Regions from separate parts of the Sus scrofa genome. Here regions 1 and 3 are each linked to region 2. Evidence: chromatin contacts called from public HiChIP or PLAC-seq data. All regions are on one chromosome and are shown on one strand. The core of a region is the stretch at or near the end of the contact, and the rest is flanking DNA. Distances in the headings are between cores, read along the strand shown. Region 1 overlaps LOC106505187 (a long non-coding RNA gene). Region 2 overlaps NRP1 (neuropilin-1). Region 3 has its middle 340 kb from the start of NRP1.

What was found. HiChIP or PLAC-seq counts read pairs in DNA pulled down with a chosen protein or histone mark.
Region 1: an H3K27ac HiChIP or PLAC-seq map of alveolar macrophages shows a contact between it and region 2. The contact joins two enhancer-like sites. A contact is called at or near these places in 1 of 47 Hi-C or Micro-C datasets (liver) and 1 of 2 datasets of contacts at active chromatin or transcription factors (alveolar macrophages).
Region 3: an H3K27ac HiChIP or PLAC-seq map of alveolar macrophages shows a contact between it and region 2. The contact joins two enhancer-like sites. A contact is called at or near these places in 2 of 2 datasets of contacts at active chromatin or transcription factors (alveolar macrophages and skeletal muscle).

The regions. Positions count from the first base shown.
Region 1 is chr10:56,669,902-56,674,350 of Sscrofa11.1, reverse strand. LOC106505187 (a long non-coding RNA gene) reads right to left here. Exons shown (of 2, transcript XR_001299347.2): 2 at 3,793-4,449. Among named protein-coding and RNA genes, the nearest start is that of NRP1, 240 kb to the right of the region's middle. Within about 2 kb of position 2,125, at least 26 of the 83 cell types and tissues checked have an H3K27ac peak or open chromatin away from gene starts, as enhancers often do. A contact at or near this core is called in alveolar macrophages and liver, where this site is marked.
Region 2 is chr10:56,397,333-56,401,916 of Sscrofa11.1, reverse strand. All of the region lies in intron 3 of NRP1 (neuropilin-1), which reads left to right. Among named protein-coding and RNA genes, the nearest start is that of NRP1, 31 kb to the left of the region's middle. Within about 2 kb of position 1,411, at least 38 of the 83 cell types and tissues checked have an H3K27ac peak or open chromatin away from gene starts, as enhancers often do. A contact at or near this core is called in alveolar macrophages and liver, where this site is marked.
Region 3 is chr10:56,772,535-56,776,609 of Sscrofa11.1, reverse strand. No RefSeq gene overlaps it. Among named protein-coding and RNA genes, the nearest start is that of NRP1, 340 kb to the right of the region's middle. Within about 2 kb of position 2,364, at least 5 of the 83 cell types and tissues checked have an H3K27ac peak or open chromatin away from gene starts, as enhancers often do. A contact at or near this core is called in alveolar macrophages, where this site is marked.

The sequences.
Region 1 (4,449 bases), core at 876-3,375, 270 kb before region 2:
CACCACAGCTCACGGCAACGCCAGATCCTTAACCCACTGAGCAAGGGCAGGGACCGAACCCGCAACCTCATGGTTCCTAGTCGGATTCGTTAACCACTGCGCCACGACGGGAACTCCTCTCCTCCATCTTTTTCCTGGAAGTTCCTGGTCTTGGCTTTGAGGTAATGTCGCCTTGCTCACAAGTTTGTACTTGAAACTATGCTATGTGTCTTTGGAAGGAGACCATCCTCTGATCCTGGAAAAAGTCTGAACCTAATCAGGAAGAAAGTCTCCACAAGATTCCTCGGAAATTTTGCAAGTTAGGGATTAAGGCGAGCTAATCACAAACATTCAACTAGCTGTGGCCAGAGAAATAGCACCTTGTGGGTTCACTGCGGCCAACACTTAGAGAAGGGTGTCAGTGTCTACCCAGGAGCCAGACTGGCCCGGTGTGATGCTGAACAAAATGTTTAAAGCCACTATCTTCAGCTGATGTGCCTGGGCCTTTGTCATCAGCCACCCGTATGTAAATCCCAGACAGAAGAACAAGGCCTGGCCTGACTCCCATCCCTCGAGGTGCTGGACGATGTGCTAACCTGGGAGGAAAAAAAAAAAATCACTGGACTGGGGCATAAAATAGTGTTTATCTGTCGCTGTAGTCCTGCTTTTATTGAGGAAATAGATTATCCAGAGAAATGTGTACTGTTTATAGTTCTGTCAGATGGAGGGGTTGTTTCTAGGTCACATAACTTTATTGTCAGATACGCGGCCCCAGCAGTCTCCCCAAGAAGAAGACCTGGGTCCCAAAGCTCGGGCTCAACTCAATCATTCATCCATCGCCATTGACAGAGACCAATGATGTGCCAGGCTATATTAAAGTCTGATTATACCAGCAGAAAAGCAAACAAACTCCTTGCTCATGGTCTGGCTGAGCAAATAGTCACAGAAATAGATAATCATTCGTTGGAACCCTATGAAATGACCATCTTTCTGTCCAATATGATCGATATTGAACATTTCCTCTGGTGTAACCTTTCTGATGCAATTTATTAGGCTCAGTGATAGAAATACACCCGGTTTTTTGTTGGTGGTTTGCATTTAGCATGCAACAGGGCAGTTCAGCTGGGGAGTGTGGATTGGAGAAGGGGCTGGGGTGGGGGGCACTGGGTAGGCTTGCTGGGGGATCTTTGGTCAAAAAAGATGAAGGCGTGGGCTACGCACGTAAGAACCTTCTAGAACAAAATGCCTTTACAAAAGTATCATGAAGAGGCCCTTTGTTGTTTCATCAGCAAAGTTGCTCCAAAAGAGAAGAACTTTAGAACTGAAGGGTGATGACCTAGGGAGCTGACACTGAAGCCAGTAAGTGTCTGCCTGACCCTTGGTTTTTTTGTTCTTACTACCTGGAGCGGGCTCCCTGACCTGATAGGAGGTGCCCCATCCTAGATCTTAAGCACCTTCTTGAGTCACAGTCAGCTCCTGTGAAGAGCCCTTCTGCCTCCCACAACTGGTGTCATCCAGCCATAGATTTTGCCTCTTCCTCTGGGAAATGGTTCTTATGCCCAGTGTCTGGATTGTAAGCCCCGCTCTGCTGGTTCAAGGTTGGTGACTCCAGGCCCGTAAGCTCTGACCTTGGCTAGCTTTGTGACTGGTCTCACCCTTGCAAAATCTTTTTGGTTTTCATTTCCTGGCTTTCATAACATCCATGTCTAATCCATCTGGCTCCTGTCATGTACTAATCGGGCTGCATTCTCTGGTTCTGCTTTTTATTCTGAGTGAGCGATCTCAAGCCCTGAAAAAAAGGGATTTTTGAAGCGGCAACACAAGAGCACCGGGGAGGAAGGCCTATTGAGTGAGACTCCAATAAACCTTTGCAGCAACTCAGGGTTCTCCGAAAGTTCATTGAAAGTGTGTTGCCACATCGCTGTCTGGGAAGCTCTTGATGGTACAGGCTGCCAATGGTTTCACTTTACGCTCTGTGGCTTACCACACAGACAGTATTATGGGGAGAAGAACAAGCTTGCAGCCTAATAATTCATTAGAACTGGGAAGCGTGTGGCTCATGAAGATAAAAGGTTGTATAGAGATACATGTTTCTGGATCTGCATCGCCGCCACCGCCACGTGATGAGACCAGACACATGACAGTGAAGAGGGGTGGATAAATGTGGCAGGTCCCTGCATTAAGGAGAAGTTGTACTTAAGAAGATGCCTCTTAAGGTTCCATCCAATTCTGATGATCCTGCGACTTGCAAAATCTTTCTTCTTCTTTTTTTTTTTTTTTTTTTTTTCCCAAACATGAAATAGGACCTTTCTTTACCGAATATCACTAAGGTCCTGTGACAAATGGGTGCTATTACTGTACGTTCTCTGAAGCCTGTGCGGCATGTCTAAGGACGTTTTAACTCATGTTCTCCCCCAAGCTTTTAATCATTGCAGGAAAGGCCTGGGACCCATCGGCAGGAGCAGCAGAGTGTGTTTGTAGAAGGTGGTTCAGAGCCCTGGAAGCTGTGCTTTGAGACACAGCTGGAGACCTCACTGGGAGCCACCCTAGTTGTATGTTTTCCTGCTGTCAGGGGCTAATCCGTGTCTGGATGGGCAGTTTCTGAGGCCTCATTCACAACTTTTTAGTAAAGTCTACCAGGAACTTGTTTTCTGTGATGACAAGATGCATCCCAAATTACTCTAAAGATGATATTGATTTTCCTGCAAATAATAAGTCCAGCCGCGGGAGAACCATAAAACTTGAAGTTGTTGCTTCAGTGAGCGCTACCATGTAATGTCAGTAGCTTTGGTTTTTATTTAATTTTGTGATTAAAGTTTTTATTGATTTCCCCGCAGGGTAGAATATATCAATACCTTTGGTTTCAAAGGAGCATTCAGAAACAAGAAAACATAAAAGGACTCCACTACAGAAAAGTGGGGCTTTATTTGAAAATTTAAGAAACTGCCACTGGGAATCCCCACGGTATATCTAATTTTGGATGGGGCCACTCGGCCTTGTGTGTAGACCTAATCCCTCAGGTAACCAGCAGGTTAAGGCCTGGGAGATTCAGTTCAGAAATCCTTAGCTAGTGGTTATGAAAGCTAAGACGTCTTTGCCAGAAGCTGATGCACCAGCAAGTGAATCATACTCCATGTTCCCATAAATCATGCAGCTACTTCCTCTTCACCAGAAAAGGAGAGGCCTGATGGGACCCCATGTAAGAGGCCTTGCGGGCAGCTCTGTGCGTAAGAGAGATGGTTCCTTGCAGAGGGATTGCATCACTGAGAAACACAGATTGCTGCCCTCACTCCAGTTGGAGCCCACAAGGATTCTACAGCGTCTACAAAATAATACAGGAAACGTGCGGTTTCCTTCAGAGTTAGGAAGGGCCACACAATGATCCAGTCACCCACTTTCGTGTGCTTTCTTCTCCCCTTGGGCGTGGGGGCTGGACAGGGTGCCTTCCCTTTTGTGGGATGGGCAGGGGGGACAATGTCTTCAGGCCACACTACGTTCCTATTACATAGATCAACTGGTTCTATAGCCTTAACACTCACAATTAAGATGAGTGTTTCCCCAGCGACACTTCACCCCATCCTCCCAACAGCTCCCACGTTCTCAGCCTTATTCCACTGCTTAGCAGACGAAGCCTTGGAGGGATGCTAAAGATGTATTTCATGACCTACAGGTAGCAAGTGGCGGAGCTAAAAATTAAACCTTGTTCGCTTGGCTCCTAATCCATTCTTCCCTGTGAAGATGGCATGAATCCACTATAGCCTCCTTGCCATGTGGGCACTGGTGGATTGGTTTGACTTTTTTTTTTTTTTTTTTTTTTTTCTGCTGAGTTGTTCTGGCATAGAAGAACCACGGAAGCCCGGTCTGCCCCGCACACAGGGCCACACAGAGCCGCTGTCCTCGGAGTACCTGGGGGTGCTGTTCCTTGGAGCGAGGTCTTCTTCTTGGTGCTGGAGAAACAAACACAGGCAGCAGCCCGGCAGATTTTGCAAGCTCACCAAATAGTCGTTTGTCTGCAGCCAGAAAGACAGGGCAGTTTTCACTCCCCCTGTTTCCTCCTTAAAAACACATTCCCCTTTGTTTGAAATTCCAACCAATTTCGAAAAGAATAAGGCAGAATGATCCCTGTAGCACACAATCCAGAAAATATAATTGAGTGCACTGCAGCCGGGGAGAGAGCCAGGAAACGGAGGGAGTGAGATGGCTATTCATCAATAAAAACAATATTAGAAAGAAGGCCCTGTCCTCTGGCCTCAGGACTGTCCCTCTCCCTCGCTGCTTCCTCCTGCTTTGAGAAAAACAAAGGAAAGGAAAACCTTAGTGCAAGTCAAAGAAGAAGGAGGAAATTCACATTTGATTCTTGATCCTAGAAACTCAGTGCATATTCAGGTTCGCATTGGATCGGTTCATTTGATCACCCGTGTTCCCAGGGAGAGGTCCAAGGGAGCAGAGCAGCCCTGAGTAGCTTCCAGG
Region 2 (4,584 bases), core at 162-2,661:
AATTCACTGTACTAAAATTTTTAAAAATTTTAAATAATAATAATTGGAGCAGGACATAAGTGGCTGACCGAGAACATCAGAGGAGAAGAAAATGTTACCAAGGTCTCTTATGTGGTGTTTGTTTTCTTTTCCACTCTCTTAGCTTTCTGTCTCTCTCTCTCTTTTTTTTTTTTTTTTTTTTGGTAGTGATGATACAGTATTTCTGGGGGTAGGAATTCTATTCAAATAAAGAAAAGCAAATCAGTGAAAGAAAAAGGAATGGAGGCCAAAAATGGAAAGTATTTAATGAAAATGTCTCGGTCTATTCCTAAACTAATGATTATAATATGTTTCAGTTATTTTCTCTTCGACCTTGGTTTATGTGTTAACCAAATTTCATTTAGTTATTTCCCAAGAACGGCTGAATATCACACAGGAAATGTTTGTTCCGTCATGTGATTTGGTTAAATCCCCCATTTATATCTTGATGGAAAAACAGATTCTCAAAATTTGGGGAAAAAAAATTTCATTTCTTCTTTTTCATCCCCAGGCCAGTATTTCTTCCCCAGGCCAGTATTTAGTTTAAAAAAAAACAAAAACAAAAACAAAACTGGGGGGAGGCACGTATATCATATGCCGGTATCACTAGTGAGGATCAGACACAGAATGATCAAGAATGCCTTGTTTGTTGTCCTTGGATGGGGTTACAGCGAATGGGGGAGGCAGGACTTATAAACAGATGATTTACTGTTTACGATGGTGAAGGCTATGGCCAACGGTTGAGGGCGGTGTTTTCTAAGTCGTTGCTCACTTCTGTTCTGTGTGGGCAGACTTTCATTTTCCTCTCATCACCTCCATCACATTTCACATTGACTTCTTCTTTATTAACCACCAGCCTCTGACTTAGAAGATCTGAAACTGAAACCCGACTTACATGTAGTGAAACCCTTTCACCTTGCCAAAGTTTGGCCTCATCCCTTCTCTACAGTATAATGATCACTGTCAGTTGGAAAGAAATAAGGTAGAGTTTAAACGTGGAGTTGAGCGTGGAAGGGAGAGGCCAACAATGGTCTCATCCTCCTCTGGGATTTGCAAGTTTGGAATCTTTCAGAAAATGGAGATTATCCAAATAAGGAGAAAGCAAATGAAACCAGGCAGTCTGGCAGTGCCCGCCGAGAGTCACAGAGAAGGGTGGATAAGAACTCAAAGCCCTCCTTTCCCTTGTCAGGTAATTAAAAAGAAGGAGCTTTCTAGATAAGACCAGTGCTGGAAAGCAGGTCTTTTAAAAATGTTTGTTTATTTGTTTGTTTTGGCACAGACTTTGATCTGTTGGCCCAACTTAGAAAAAAGATGCAGGATGGCTTGATTGGGCTTCCGTGGCATTTCACCCATAGACACTGAGGTTCACTGATGGTGTGATTAACTAGAAAGGAATGCAAAATATGCTGACTGCTGAGGGGCAGATTTTGCCCGAATTTGATAGATGCTGCTGAAATGATAGAGAGAAACTGAGCCGCCTTGGAGAAAGATCTCGTCAGCTTTGCTAACGGGAACTGTGGCTCTAAAGCAAGAAAGTTGACTCTAAGACAGGCATAACCAGAACTTTTACACATATCTCCAGCTAATGTCATTGGCTATGCTCCCTTTTCTCAAAAACAGTTTTAAAGTGGCCTCCAGCCACTTACTAACCATGGGGATAAAAGCAGCCTTTTTGTGTGGAGTGATGATTTCCAAATTTGGGGAGCTCCCCTGTCCCCCTTCCTTGCACTGAAGTCTGATCAGCTTGCCCTCCCTGGCTGTCAAGTAGCCGGGGCCATTGCGCAGAGGAGATATTTATGTTTCTCCAGCCCCTCCCTCCTCCTGAACAGACGGAGCAGCTGCAAATGTTTCTTCCTGCATTTTCTGTGTGGCCCTCGGACTTCTGGCAGGATGCCCGGCCCCTCTGCCATGGATGGCTAGCGATGTGCCCTCCATGAGGGCATCTGATCTCAAAGTGCTAATGGCTGAAAATTGGGGGGAAGTCCTTATCCCAGAGCCATCTTTTGATCAAGGAGGGGCCCTCCGCCTGAGAGGAAATCTTTCCTGTTTACAGACTGCTGGGGCTTTGAAAAGCCCTGGCAGGCCCTGGGCCAGGCTCCTTAGCTTTTACGCAAAGGGGCCAAACAGGATGAGACCAGGATGGAAACTGTATATCATAGGAACCCAGAGGGGCAGGAAGTCACAACATAAGAAGGAATTCTTGATTAAAAGTATAATTGGAAAGGTTTGTGCTGGGAGGAGGGGAGAGAATGGCACTAAAATATGTCTACCTTGTGTACATGTTTGTAGGGAAAAAAAACCCATTAGCCCACCTTTTCTTCAGTTCTGTTTCTCTTGTCATAATTATTCTCCACTTTGGAGAAATTGGAAGTATTTTTTCTACGTGAAGATTCTGTGCTAAGTGTGTTCGGGAGAAAAGACCACCAAACTTCATTCATCCTTCTCATTATTATTTTCTATGGAAGAAACTGAATCCTTTGTAGAATAAAGTATTCTGGAATTTATATTTAGGAGACCGAAGACAAGCGTGGGTAGAGGTCACAGTCGCTATTCACAATGCTTTTTTTCTACATGCTGTTCTCTAAGCGCGACATAGATGTGAACCTTTAAAAAATGACTAAAATTTTTTAAAGGAGTTTCCAGTGTGGCTCAGTGGGTTAAGAACCGGACATAGTGTTCATAATGATGTGGTTTGATCTCTGGCCTTGCTCAGTGGTTAAAGATCCGGCACTGGTGTGGCTGTGGCATAGGTCTGCAGCTGCAGCCTGATTAGAGCCCTAGCCGGGGAACTTCCATCTTCAGCTGTAAAAAGAAAATTGAAAAAAAAAAAAAAAAAAAAAGCGAGAAGAAAAGAAAATGGCTCAAAAATCTGACACTACTATGAAAGGTTCAGTTTTTCCTGCTGCAAAAACTGGGCGGTGGTGGTGGCTGGTGAAATCCCACTTGTGATGTGGGAGTCCCCGCCAAATGCTGCGCTCCTTTTCCAATCCCACTGCTGGCACCACTCAGCCCCCAAGCGACCCCTGGATCACACTAGACGGCTCTATATCCACACCCAGGGAGAGCGACTCACGATCCACAACTGCAGACACAAGTCAGTCGTAACAGGTTTTATCACTGTCCTCGTGTGCCAACCAGAGTCTAAATTGTCCTTACCAGATGCTCCCTGTTGCAGAAAATGTGTTCGTGCAGAATTCTGCATCAGCCACCTTGCTTCGTGCCCAGCAGGTGATATTTATGGGCTGTTTACAAGTTGCTCGCATATGGCATCCTAAGGAAGTTTGTAACTTTTATATGCCGTCATCCAGTTTATTTATTTTATGAAACCTGCTCCTCCAAAGGTCAGCCCTCTTCTGCCTAACTGCTAACTTCAGGCTGAAGGAAAGATCCTGAACGTAGTCTTAGGACAGGGGAGCTCAACAGGTTTTCCAGCCTACCTAGGTAGGGCTGCCGCGCATGCGTCCCTGACATGCGGACCCCAAGGGCGGAGCCCAAGTGGGAAGCAGGCAATGGCTCTTCCTAGTCCAGCCCTACTAGTCCTGCTTTTTTGCATGGAAATGTCGCCTGCCTTGGACTTGGCTCAGCTCACGTGGCGGAGGGACACGGCAGCAACCCTGAGGGAAGGCAGGTAGTCAGTATGGGACTCCAGGAGGCCCGGTGGCAGGTACCGCGCTTCTGAAATCCTCGCCGGCCACCGTCCAACGTGGGGCGTCAGGACGCATGCGCAGCTGAGGCAGTGCCCAAGCGGTCCCTGAGGGGAGTTCTTCCCGACACAGATGCTGTTCTGGAAGTTTCCAGGCCCGTCTCTCCAATCCGCCAGCCAGGTAGACTTGAAAAATGTGTAGAGATTTTATCAGTCAGGTCATTGAAAACAGGAGGAAGGCTTCTCTTGTCCTTTTCAAAGCTAAGCTCAAGGAGTGCCAGTGTTGCGTCTTTGGAAACGTTTCATAGCTCAGGGGGGAAGGGAAGTCGGGCCAAGTCTCATGGCCTCGGAGGGAGAGAAGGGCGCAGGCGCCTGGAGGGCTCTGGCCAGAGCAGGTGTCGGTAGGGTCAGCGTGTTTCCTCCCGACTGGGTAGGAGAGGGTCGCAAGCTCAGAGCGTGAACTTCTTCAAGTGATTTTTCCAGGTCACAGAGTTCATCTTTTCCCTTTTCAGGGATTTTCTGTACGTAAATAGAGCATTTAGCAACCAGGTCTTGGCGTAGGGAAACGGGCAGGAGCTACAGCCGCTCTCAAGGCCCCCCGGGACCCCTTTGTGAGTCTCAACCAAGCATATCCCTCTGAAGCAAAGGGCCTGTGGCCATTTTTTTTTAAATGTGGAACAAGTTTCTGTCTCAAATATCCTGAACTAAGCTTCCAGGGATGGCGCTCAGGCAAGGACCAGAGGCAGTTTTCTGAGCAGGACAGACTGAGGCTCCCATCTCAGCACCCATGCCTCTGACCCAAAGGCTGGTGTGCTGGGCGAGGCTGCAGGCCTGGTGGACCCCTGCGAGGAGAGCAAGTGGATGGGAAGGAAGGGCGGATCTGAGGGGGGAAGGGCAGGGTTGGTTTATGCTGTGGAAGGAGT
Region 3 (4,075 bases), core at 1,115-3,614, 370 kb before region 2:
ACTTGATAGAACTAATGCAACATTTTTCCATGGATCAGATTTTTGTAGCATTCAACCTTATTCATCAAGAATGATTCTGACCATCCCTGACTCCTCGGTCCATTTCCAGGGTCTCTATTTAGGTAGAAGTCATGATAGCAGATGGTGTTCCCATGGAGTGTGTGAAAATTTCTGCAACCAAGAAACCAGGCAAGAACCACCTTCTGTCAATTCCATTAAAAGGTCGTTAACCAAATCTCATTCTTACCTGAGCCAGGGTTTGTTTATCTTTCCTTATGATTCTGGCCACAGTGAAGCCCGGATTGCATTGCCCAGCTCATCAGAAGACGAAGCTAAATTCCAGTTCTTGCCCACTGGTTGTTGACTGAACAATTAGGCAGGCATTCAACTCTACCAAGATTTAGGGGGACAGAGAGGAGAAGAGAACGTAGGAAGAAAAATAGAAGAAGAAATGATTTTGAAACTTCCCTACAAATTTTGATCATCGACACTTGGTTCTGGAAGAAATACCGAGAAAATTATGTGAACATGCCTTTGTATTAAGGGGTCATGATAGGGTCTGGGGGAGATCAGATGCCTGGGGATGGCTTTCCGCCTTTTTCTCCCCTTACCAGTTCTTCTCATCGCAAATCTCAGCAGGACCTAGACCTGTGTGTTTTACAGCACTTTGTATCACTTTTAGGTTTCTATTATTATCAAATGTAGACAGTTGAATATGAGAGGACCTGTCTGCCCTATAAAACTGTAAGCTCATTGAGTGGGGAGCATGCTTTGTTCATTGTTGTGCTTCCTGTGGTGCAAAGCACAGAACTATGTACATGCTAAATGCAAAAAGAAAAGAAAGAAAGAAAAATAATTCCCCATTCAGTAAGAATGAGGAAAACAGAGATTAAAGCTGGAAAAAAATGGTTTAAAAAACATCTTAATAGTAATAATTATCAATGAGAACACCATTCTGCCAAGATCTCCAAAGTTAGAACAAGGAGCAGGCACATATCACAGCACCTGTCCGTGTTTCTTTCAAGCTAGTTTTGTATTTTCTTTGCAACACTACACATTTCTTCCCTCTTCATACATTGACTTTTTGAAGCATGTTTGGAAGTGTTTTGAACTATATGTTGATATCATTTATACTTAATGAAAAGATACAGATGTGGTCCAAAGACTTTCTACATACCCTTTGCCAAGAATATCACTTATTGTTCACATTTTACCCCATTTGCTTTATCATTTACTACCACCCCCTCTTCCATTTCTCATGTGGGATCTTTGGAGAGTGAAGTACAGACACACCACCACAGTGAGTGGGTGTACATTTTCTAAAGACAAGGAAGGTCGCTTACCCGAGGCCCTCTTTGTACACAACGCAGTTGTCAAAACCAGAAAATACAGCATTGATGTAACCCTACTATTGGACCTATGATCCATAACATTTGTATCAGCTGCCCTGATAATGTCCTCTTTGTTCCGTGTCCTGGATCCCACTTAGAGCAGTGGATTCCATTTAGCTGTCATGTCTCTTTAGTTTCCTTTTCCTGGAACCATCCCTCACTCTGTCTTTGTTTGTCTTGACTTTGCTCTTTTCAACGAATACAGGTCTGTTGGTTTGTAAACCACTTCTCAACGCATGTGTATCGAATGTTCCCTCATAAACAGGTTCACGTTCTCAGTTTTTGATAGTAATACTACAAAAGTGAAGCTGTATCCTTCTTAGTGCATCATATGAGGAGACGTGTGACATCCATGGTCCTATAATTGGTAAGGTAAGGTTGGGTTACATGGTTATGATAATGGCTGCCAGGTTCCTACAGCTTTTTAGGGCTCTTAATTACCTATATAAAATTTAAAGATAGAGCCGAAGGAATTCACAATTGTGAAGCACAGCTGGGAGGATGAGTCATTTCATCCTTGTAGATGCATTAAAATTCCCTAAAAAAGCCATGTACCTGGACCAAAACAGCCTGGCTATGTATAGAATTGTTTTACCTGAGTGCACTCGGTTTTGTGCCATGGGGCTTTATAGTAGAGTTGAGAGGTTGCCTGGTCTTTGTCCTGTGTTCCTGACACCCCTAGAATTCTGCAAGGTAGGAGTATCTTTGTTATTCATGACTTCCTTGGGTCCCTGAGTTCATGCCAATGAGATGGCTCAGGGTAAGGGGTGGTCATCAGAAAGATCAACCAAGTGATGAGACAGTTGGGTTCTGAGGTAGCCTGACTCCCAGGGAGGGAAGTGGGGATACAGATTGAGTTCCATGCCTACACAATGACACCTTAGTAAAAACTCTGGACCTTCCTAAGTTTCCTGGTTGGTGAGACATCAGTGTATCAGGAGGGTGATGCACCCAATTCCACAGGCAGAGGGCATGGAAGCTCTGCATTCAAGACTCAGATCTTGCGTCATGAGTGTCTTCATTTGACTGGGCCTGCTGTGTGTTCTTTATGATAAAACGGCAATTGTAAGGATAGAGATTTTCTGACTTCTGCGTGCTGTTCTAGTGAATTTCTCAAGCCTGACACATCATGGAAAGCCCCTGGTTTTGGAGCCAGTTGGACAAGAGTGCGTGTGGCTTGGGGACACTGCTTCTGGCTAGCATCTGAAGTAGGACCGTCTGTGCACTCTGACTTTATTTGTAGGTCTGTGTTAGCTGCCGGTGGGTGGTGCCAGAAAGAACTTCAACATAAACAGTTGGTGTCAGAAAAGGCTCTTATAGAGGGACATTACATAAGTTTATCATGATCCTTGAATTTAATAACAAAGTTTCCATTAGGAATGTGCACATATATATGCGTATAAAATGAATTATACACCTATCTATAAATATGGATGACACCAGTGAAACTTTATTTTTTTTCTTTTCTTTTTACAGCTGCACCTTCAGCATATGGAAGTTTCCAGGCTAGGGGTTGAAAGGGAAATGCAACTGCAGGCCTACGCCACAACCACGGCAACCATGGATCTGAGACGCATCTGCAACCTCTGCTGCAGCCTGCGGCAATGCCGGATCCTTAACCCACTGAGCGAGGCCAAGGATAGAACCTGCATCCTCAGGGGGACTATGTTGGGTTATTAACCCAATGAGCCACAATGGGAACTCCCACTAATGAAACAATGGGAACTCCCACTAATGAAAAAACAAAATTAAAACTTCATATGAAAATAACAAAATTGTTATAATAATCATTCCATTTCTCTTTAATCCTTTAGTGATCCAAGGTTAGAATAAAAAATTCTGGTCTTCTGTGTTTACTTTTTAAGGAATTTCCAAACATTTACTTAAGTAAAACTTAACCGAGTTGGTATTGCCATTTTATGTGAGAAAAATGATGAGAGTTGCTATGAGATGTTCTAAGGAGCTTGATATGTAAGTTTACTCAGCCGTGTTTTTCTTTGGCCAGACTGTACTCACTCATCCTAGGTGCTAATATGTGCTCTACCATCTGGGAAAGCTTCTCAGTGGAGGAACGAAGTGGGCCCTTGAGCACAGGAATTTTTTTTTCTCTTAGTCAATATGTGAGCACTTTAGAATTGTTCAAAGATTTCTAGGGATGGAAAGAACTCAAGAGGTTCTGAAGGGTTTTTTTGTTTTTAGGGCCACATGTGTGGCATATGGAAATTCCAATGGGCTAGGGGTCGAATAGGAGCTGCAGCTGAGGGCTCACCACAGCCATGGCAACAGAGGATCTGAGCCACATCTGCTACCTATGCTGCAGGTTGCGACAATGCCAGATCCTTAACTCACTGAGCAGGGCTAGGGATCGAACCCTCATCCTCATGGATATTAGCAGGGTTCTTAGCCTGCTGAGCCATAGTGGAAACTCCAAGATGTCTGAAGTTTGCTGCCATATCTTAGGCAAGGATTATACTCAGATCATCCCAGGAAGATCTCACTTTGTCATTAGAATAAAAAGTGTAGAGCAATCTGGAATTACCCCCCCATTCCTCTGTTGCTAGGCTTTTGTTGCTCCGTAATCAAGAACTGGATCCTTTCTTTGGATTTCCCTCTGGCCAAGGGCAGCCATGGGCTGGAGCACAGAGCAGGGCTCAGCAAGACAACTCACTGTTTGAGGGGAAGAT